Linked DNA regions of Sus scrofa: region 2 is linked to region 1. Evidence: chromatin contacts called from public HiChIP or PLAC-seq data. All regions are on one chromosome and are shown on one strand. Each heading gives the region's core, a stretch centred on a gene start, on an enhancer-like site or on the middle of the called end of the contact. The rest is flanking DNA. Distances are from core to core; before and after follow the strand shown.

What was found. HiChIP or PLAC-seq counts read pairs in DNA pulled down with a chosen protein or histone mark.
Region 2: an H3K27ac HiChIP or PLAC-seq map of skeletal muscle shows a contact between it and region 1, with 11 times the contacts expected there. The contact joins two enhancer-like sites. A contact is called at or near these places in 2 of 47 Hi-C or Micro-C datasets (heart right ventricle and liver) and 1 of 2 datasets of contacts at active chromatin or transcription factors (skeletal muscle).

Annotation. Positions count from the first base shown.
Region 1 is chr9:48,665,978-48,668,992 of Sscrofa11.1, forward strand. The region is part of intron 1 of LOC110255448 (a long non-coding RNA gene); the gene reads left to right. Among named protein-coding and RNA genes, the nearest start is that of SORL1, 230 kb to the left of the region's middle. Within about 2 kb of position 1,519, at least 58 of the 83 cell types and tissues checked have an H3K27ac peak or open chromatin away from gene starts, as enhancers often do. A contact at or near this core is called in skeletal muscle, where this site is marked.
Region 2 is chr9:49,356,292-49,359,306 of Sscrofa11.1, forward strand. The region is part of intron 1 of LOC102164776; the gene reads right to left. Among named protein-coding and RNA genes, the nearest start is that of MIR100, 200 kb to the left of the region's middle. Within about 2 kb of position 1,535, at least 5 of the 83 cell types and tissues checked have an H3K27ac peak or open chromatin away from gene starts, as enhancers often do. A contact at or near this core is called in skeletal muscle, where this site is marked.

The sequences.
Region 1 (3,015 bases), core at 269-2,768:
TCAGATTTGGGGTGATAGGATGCAGTTTGGATGGTCCCCTGACAGTGTTTTCCTCTGGCAATGAGCTCCCCAGGAACTGGAGAGAAGGATTTAAGACTATAGAAATGGAGGTCAAGGCTCAAGCAGGGTGACTGAAACTAGCCATTTAGGGAATTAGACTACACAAGGGATGATTGGGGGATTCAAACTTCTCAGAATTGCACCCAAACACTGAGAAAAGGTCAATTGAGGGTCTGGAATCCCCTCACTCTTTCTAAACTCACAGCTGTCATTATCACTTGACATTAAACATACATTTTCCTCTGACATATTTGTATTGTTTTTAAAACTTTATGACAAATAGTTGTGCTGAGTGAGTGCCGGGCACCTTGCAGGCAGGCAGTAAATATTTGCTGAACATTGAAAAAAGGCAGTGGCTTGGCTGTCAGGATGGCTCCTGTTCAGAACCCACCCCCAGCCCTCCATTCATAGGAGGCTGGGTGGATTTCACGTTCAAGGCTTAATCCACCCTGGCCTGTCGGGAATGATCTCTGTGACTATTGGAACATTCTCACACATGCAGAGTGAAAGCCACCATAACAGGCAAGAGGGAAGGCTGGGAGAAGTGCAGCTGGGAATTTTCCGAGAGACACGGTGCTGTTTCTTTGTTCTGGTAGATTTCAGCCAGAAAGAACAGCAAATTTTACTGTCTGCAAACCACCAACGAGCTACTCTCCTCCCCCTTTACCTCCTTCCTTCTCAACCTGGGAATTCATTTGCTGCCTCCCTCTCCTCCTCCTCCTCTGCCCCAGAGCAGTCCCCAGGGACAAAGCTCTTTGTTGTGAACACTCCGAGGCAATACGGAATTGCACAGTCCCCAGGGCAAAATCAGGGCTATCCTCCAAGGCGAGTGATCACCGGGGCAGAGACCCCCGCTCCCCCCACCTGTTGATCTCCCCTCCTCTTGGGGTGAGTGGCAACCTGCATTGTGCTTGGGACGCAGGCGCTTCTACACCAGGCTCAGCAGATGGCGCTGGTGAGCAAACCCAGCCCTTCCCTCCCTCGCCCCTCCCCACCGCCAGAGCCTTGCTGGTCTAAAGCGAAAACAGATGTTTTCATCATTTCTGGATCTGGCATGTGACTTGCAGTTCAGCAGTGTGCCGACATAACCCAGAGTTGTGCGTTCTCTTCATCCCCCACAAAATAAAAATTCTTCCTTGAACGAGCCTTTCTCCTAAGTGAGCCACTAACACATGATCTGTTCAATCCAAGGGCACATGTTTCATCCGGCTCCAAGTGCAACTGCCTTTGTAGCCAGCCTTGGCTCTGTAATTGGGAGGTTGTCTTTTTTTTTTTTTCCCCCCAGAGCAAAGCTAGGGCGGCCAGACCAGCTATCTTTACACCGAGGGCTGGGGAGAGGTGCTAGCTTTTTAAAATAACCCTGGTCTGGCTGGCTGCGGAACGTGTGTGCGTGGGAGCCAGTGCGTTCTGAACAAAACAGGAAGGCCGGGGCGGCGCGCCCTGTTCCCTGCGCCCACGGCAGGTGGCAGCATCGGCCTGGCCTGGCCTCTGCCGCTGGCCGCCCCAAAGCTGGGCCCTTTTACTTTCGGTGGCCTCAAAATTATTAGTTCCAGATGAGTTCTTGCAATTGTAATATTTGGTTTAACCCAATCTGCCCGATTGCGTCAGCACGCGTTCAAATACAGCCGTCTGAAGTCTAACCAGACATCAGAGGCATGTTTCAGGGGGTGTCAACATTCCTTACGCTTTGAAAGAATTAGGGGGAAAAAAAAAAAACCCACACACAAAAAAAACCCCCAGAGTTTGATTTATCCCCCAAACGAAAGAAGGGTTAGCTGCCTGGGGCTGAAGTGCTGAGAGGGATGGAACAGGGGAAATTCAGGGAAGGCGTAACAATAGAACTTGTGGGTCAGAGTCTGCTAGAATGGAACTGGATTTATTTGTTGAACTAGGAAAGGACCTCTGGGCTCTTTGAAGGTTAGAGCAAATAAGCAAAACTGGTGGGCATTTGGTTTTCTAAGAGAAGAGCCCTTCAAGTCACGTAGCTGCTATTGTGAGACACAAAACACATGCTATCTGCCTGTGGCTGGACCTCTGCTTGCACTTGGCCTGGTGGCTCAGGAAGGGGGCTGAGAGGAGGGGCCTGTATTTTAACACAAGGCTTTGACGGGTAGCCCCAGCCTCCATGCTAAGGACACAGATGGGGGTTTCCTAAAGCTATCAGCTGAAGGCCCCAGTTAGAAAACGCAGGACGTCCTGAAGGCTTCTGGCCAGGGGCCTCAAGTGTCTTGTAAACAGCCCTGCTGCAGTTGGTCACTGCCACACCCTGGTGCCTTGATAGCTGGGAAACCAGGCACCCGCTCTGGAGGTCTCAGGTTTTACAGCAGAGGCTGAAGGACTCTCAGATCTCAGGAGCAGAGTAGCCCCATGTGCTAAGGCAGCCAAGGAATCCTGCTCCAATCACTGGAACCGAAAGGGTGTCATGCTTTCCTTAGAGGAGAGGGAGTAACCTGGTATTAGGAGACAGCCGCCCTCATTCGCTCCCCGTCCCTCTGCCTGCACCCCACTTTTAAATCTGTTCAGATCCTTCAAGCCCCTCTCTCAAGGGGACAGAGAGATTCCAGCCGGCCGGCCCCGGGAGGCTGGCCGTTTCCCTGCAGGTCTCTGGCTCGACATGCTGCTGATCAAAAGCCGGCACCCGCCTGGCAGATGCTTCATGTCCTGCGTGTTGGGGGCTGGTGGCTAGTGCTGGCGTCAGGCAGGCAGGCTGATCGGCCATCTTGTTAGATGTGGTTGGGACCCTGCTCCCCTCCTGCCTGCTCCAGTGGCCACTGCGCTGCCCGGATTAGACCCAGGAGGGGTGATGGGACCTCCATACAGTTGGCTGAACACTTCCAGAATATTTAGGGGTCCAAGCTGCTGGTCATTTTTCTCTCAGTTTGAAAAATGCACAGATTGCTGGGGAGATGCTGATTGTCAGTGGTCAGAGCCACACCTGGATCCCAGCAGTTGCTC
Region 2 (3,015 bases), core at 285-2,784, 690 kb after region 1:
CTTTGTTCATAGGTGATGTTCAATGATAAATTTATCATCAACGTTATCGCACTTGCATAGGTATGAGGAAATGCCAGTGACTAAAGTTCCAGTTGATGGAAAGACACTAATTTTGTGATACTGCCGTCCCCCAGAAATGAGGTATTTAGCAAAAGAATGGTGTCAAGCCTTTGGGGGGGGTGATCTGCAGCCTCCCCGCCCCCCCCCCGCCCGCCGCCGCCCAGTGCCTTTGCTTCCTGTGGTTGTGGCTACTGCCCATTAGAATTCCTTCAGTTAAGGTGAGACTCTACAAGTCTAAAAAGTAACCTTTTTCTTCATAAGAACACAACCACAGACAAATAAGTAGAGACAATTAATTTAGAGGATGATGCCACCAAAAACTAAGATTGGGTGAAAAACAAAGGGAAGCTACTACAAGACTGGACTCACACACAGTCAAACCCTAATCACTAAAATCAGCAGTCTTGTCATTTATTGGTTCTAGGAGATCTAAACACAAGGTACAGCAAAACATAAAGCAAAATAGGGAGGGAAGGATAATTCACGGATGCTATGTTAACTCCAGAGTGAATGGCATGTTTGAGAAAACATGTATTAAACCCTTTCCCGGATGATAAATACTAGAAACCTCTAACAGTCCCCCATTCCTGGAAAAACAAGAGATGCTTTACAGAAAGCCTTCAAGAGAAAACTTAGCCATTTACATCAGAATTTGACTTTGTAATAATTCAAGAATTCTTTTTCATCCTAAAATATTGGTTAAAATAGTATCTACTATGATTAGAGACTCCTACTGTCCAATACAGTAGCCACAGGCATACAAAATGTGGCTCATCCAAACGATGTGTCTTTAGTATAAAATATACATCAGACGTCACAAGTTTGGTTTTAAAGAGTGTCAAATATCCCATTAATAATTTTCCTATTGATTACATATGAAGATGATAAACTGTTGGCTATATTAGGTTAAATAAAATATACTGTTAAAATTGATTTCCCCTCTTTATACTTTTTTATCATGATTATCACAAAATTTTAAGTTACAAATGGCTCATGGTATGTAGTTTGTATCACACATCTACTGGCTAACAATACTACCCACAACAAGGCAGTAAAACCCAGTAAGACAGCTCATGCTACAAATCAAACTGTCTTCCTCAAAGCCCATGTGCAGCTAGAAAAGGCTAGGAGCAGCTTTAAGCATGTGTAGTGCAATTCACCACAGCAGCAACTGTGAAACTCATAGCCAAGTGCAACTGGAACTAAGATGATATAGGGGAGAAGCATGGGTCATACAAAACAACTTTTTGACCCTAGAAATTAGAGATACATAGTCCATGGGAAACCCACGCTCAGACGGACACCACCTGCTCTTAGCCTAACTCTATACACTCAGCTCCCTGAGAAGAAGCCCCCCCACCCCACCACCACCCTGCAAAGGCATCCTTCCAGTTACCTGCCCATGAGACACCAAACAGAATAGAGCTTGGTAGTGGAAGACAGGCATTCCTTCTGCCATTCTAGTGAGGTAGGTACTGCAGGTCATTCATAGCTGATGCAAATTCCTAGGTACTCTCTATGGAACAAATGGTAGTCTTTGGTCCCTTCAAATGAGTAGGTGTAATTTATTGCTTGTTTCCATTAGAAGCACAAGAAGGGAGCCCCCAAGGGGAAGAATACTTACGAAATAGAAAGCGATTTTCTTTCTCCTCCAACTTTCAAGACGCCGAGGGAAAATTCATTGATGAGCATTTATTAGCTAATGATGAAAGAGCACTTCAAAAATGAAAATGGCTCTGAAATGCACTGCATTATCCTGATTGCAGAAAATGGAGACTAAAGAGAAAGGGCGCTCTCTAAAATGTTCTCTGCAATTGGCTCCGTCTCTCATGAGCCTCTCAGATTCCTTTGTCCCTCCCACGATAATAACTTGTCTTCATGGCCATAGCCAAGAACACATTCTTTGTTTGGTTACATAAGTATCTAAAAATAGCAGGTGATCATGGAAATGCTAAATGACCCTTGAAGATAGTGTTTTGAATGGGCTATTAAGTTATTGCAGGGTCTATTTTCTGTTACATACTATAATTAAAGATAAAAATCATTTTTGATGTTTTTCAAACCTTAAGAGTGTATCAGTTTCATACTTTGGGCATTCTTATCTTAAAAACTACGAAGAAAGGTTTCTCCCGGTCCAAGAAGTTTTACCACAGGCATAGAGATAAATTTTCTCCTCATTATTGAGGTCTCATGAAAAGGGGGAGGCTAATTCGAAGTGTAATTTATTTTTCTGTCTGTCTAGCTAGGTTTGATAAATGAATTCAAAGTAAAAGAACTGGAGAAATTACCTGGCAGGATGTTTAAGGGAAACCTAACAATGCATTATTTATTTCTTAAATCTAGAAATTTAAAACAGAAAGAGTCCCAAGAAATGATCTAGCTGATGTCTTCCTAGGACTAGAGAAGTTAAGATACCTGCCAAAGTTACACAGCAGGGCCATCTCGCTGCCCTCTGTCCCAGATCACATATTAATTACCATTCTCCCGGACACCAGGTAAATGAATGAGTCAGGGAATGAAGGGAAGAAGTGACTCCAACAGAACTTCAGTGCTCATGGAGCAAAAGAAAACCAAGGTGTCAAGATGAGGCTACAAAAGGCAGAGCAAAAAAATGTAGGGAAGAGAAACTGTCTTCACAAACTCACCAAATGACCAAGATTATACAGAGTCCAGAAGTCTTCCTCTATAGTCAGCTTATTTAGGTTTTCTTCTCCCACAGTATTTTTTAAAACTGCACATGAAATTAATGATTTTAAAGTGAACAATTCAGTGGCATTTAGTATATTCACGATGCTTTACAGCCATCACCTCTATCTAGTTATAAAACATTGTCCTCCCAAAAGAAAACCCCATACCCATTATGTTCCCCCGTCCTTTCCCCCTCCCCATTTGCTTTCTGTTTCTGCATATTTACCGGTTCTGGACATTTCACATAAATGTAACCAAACAGTGGGT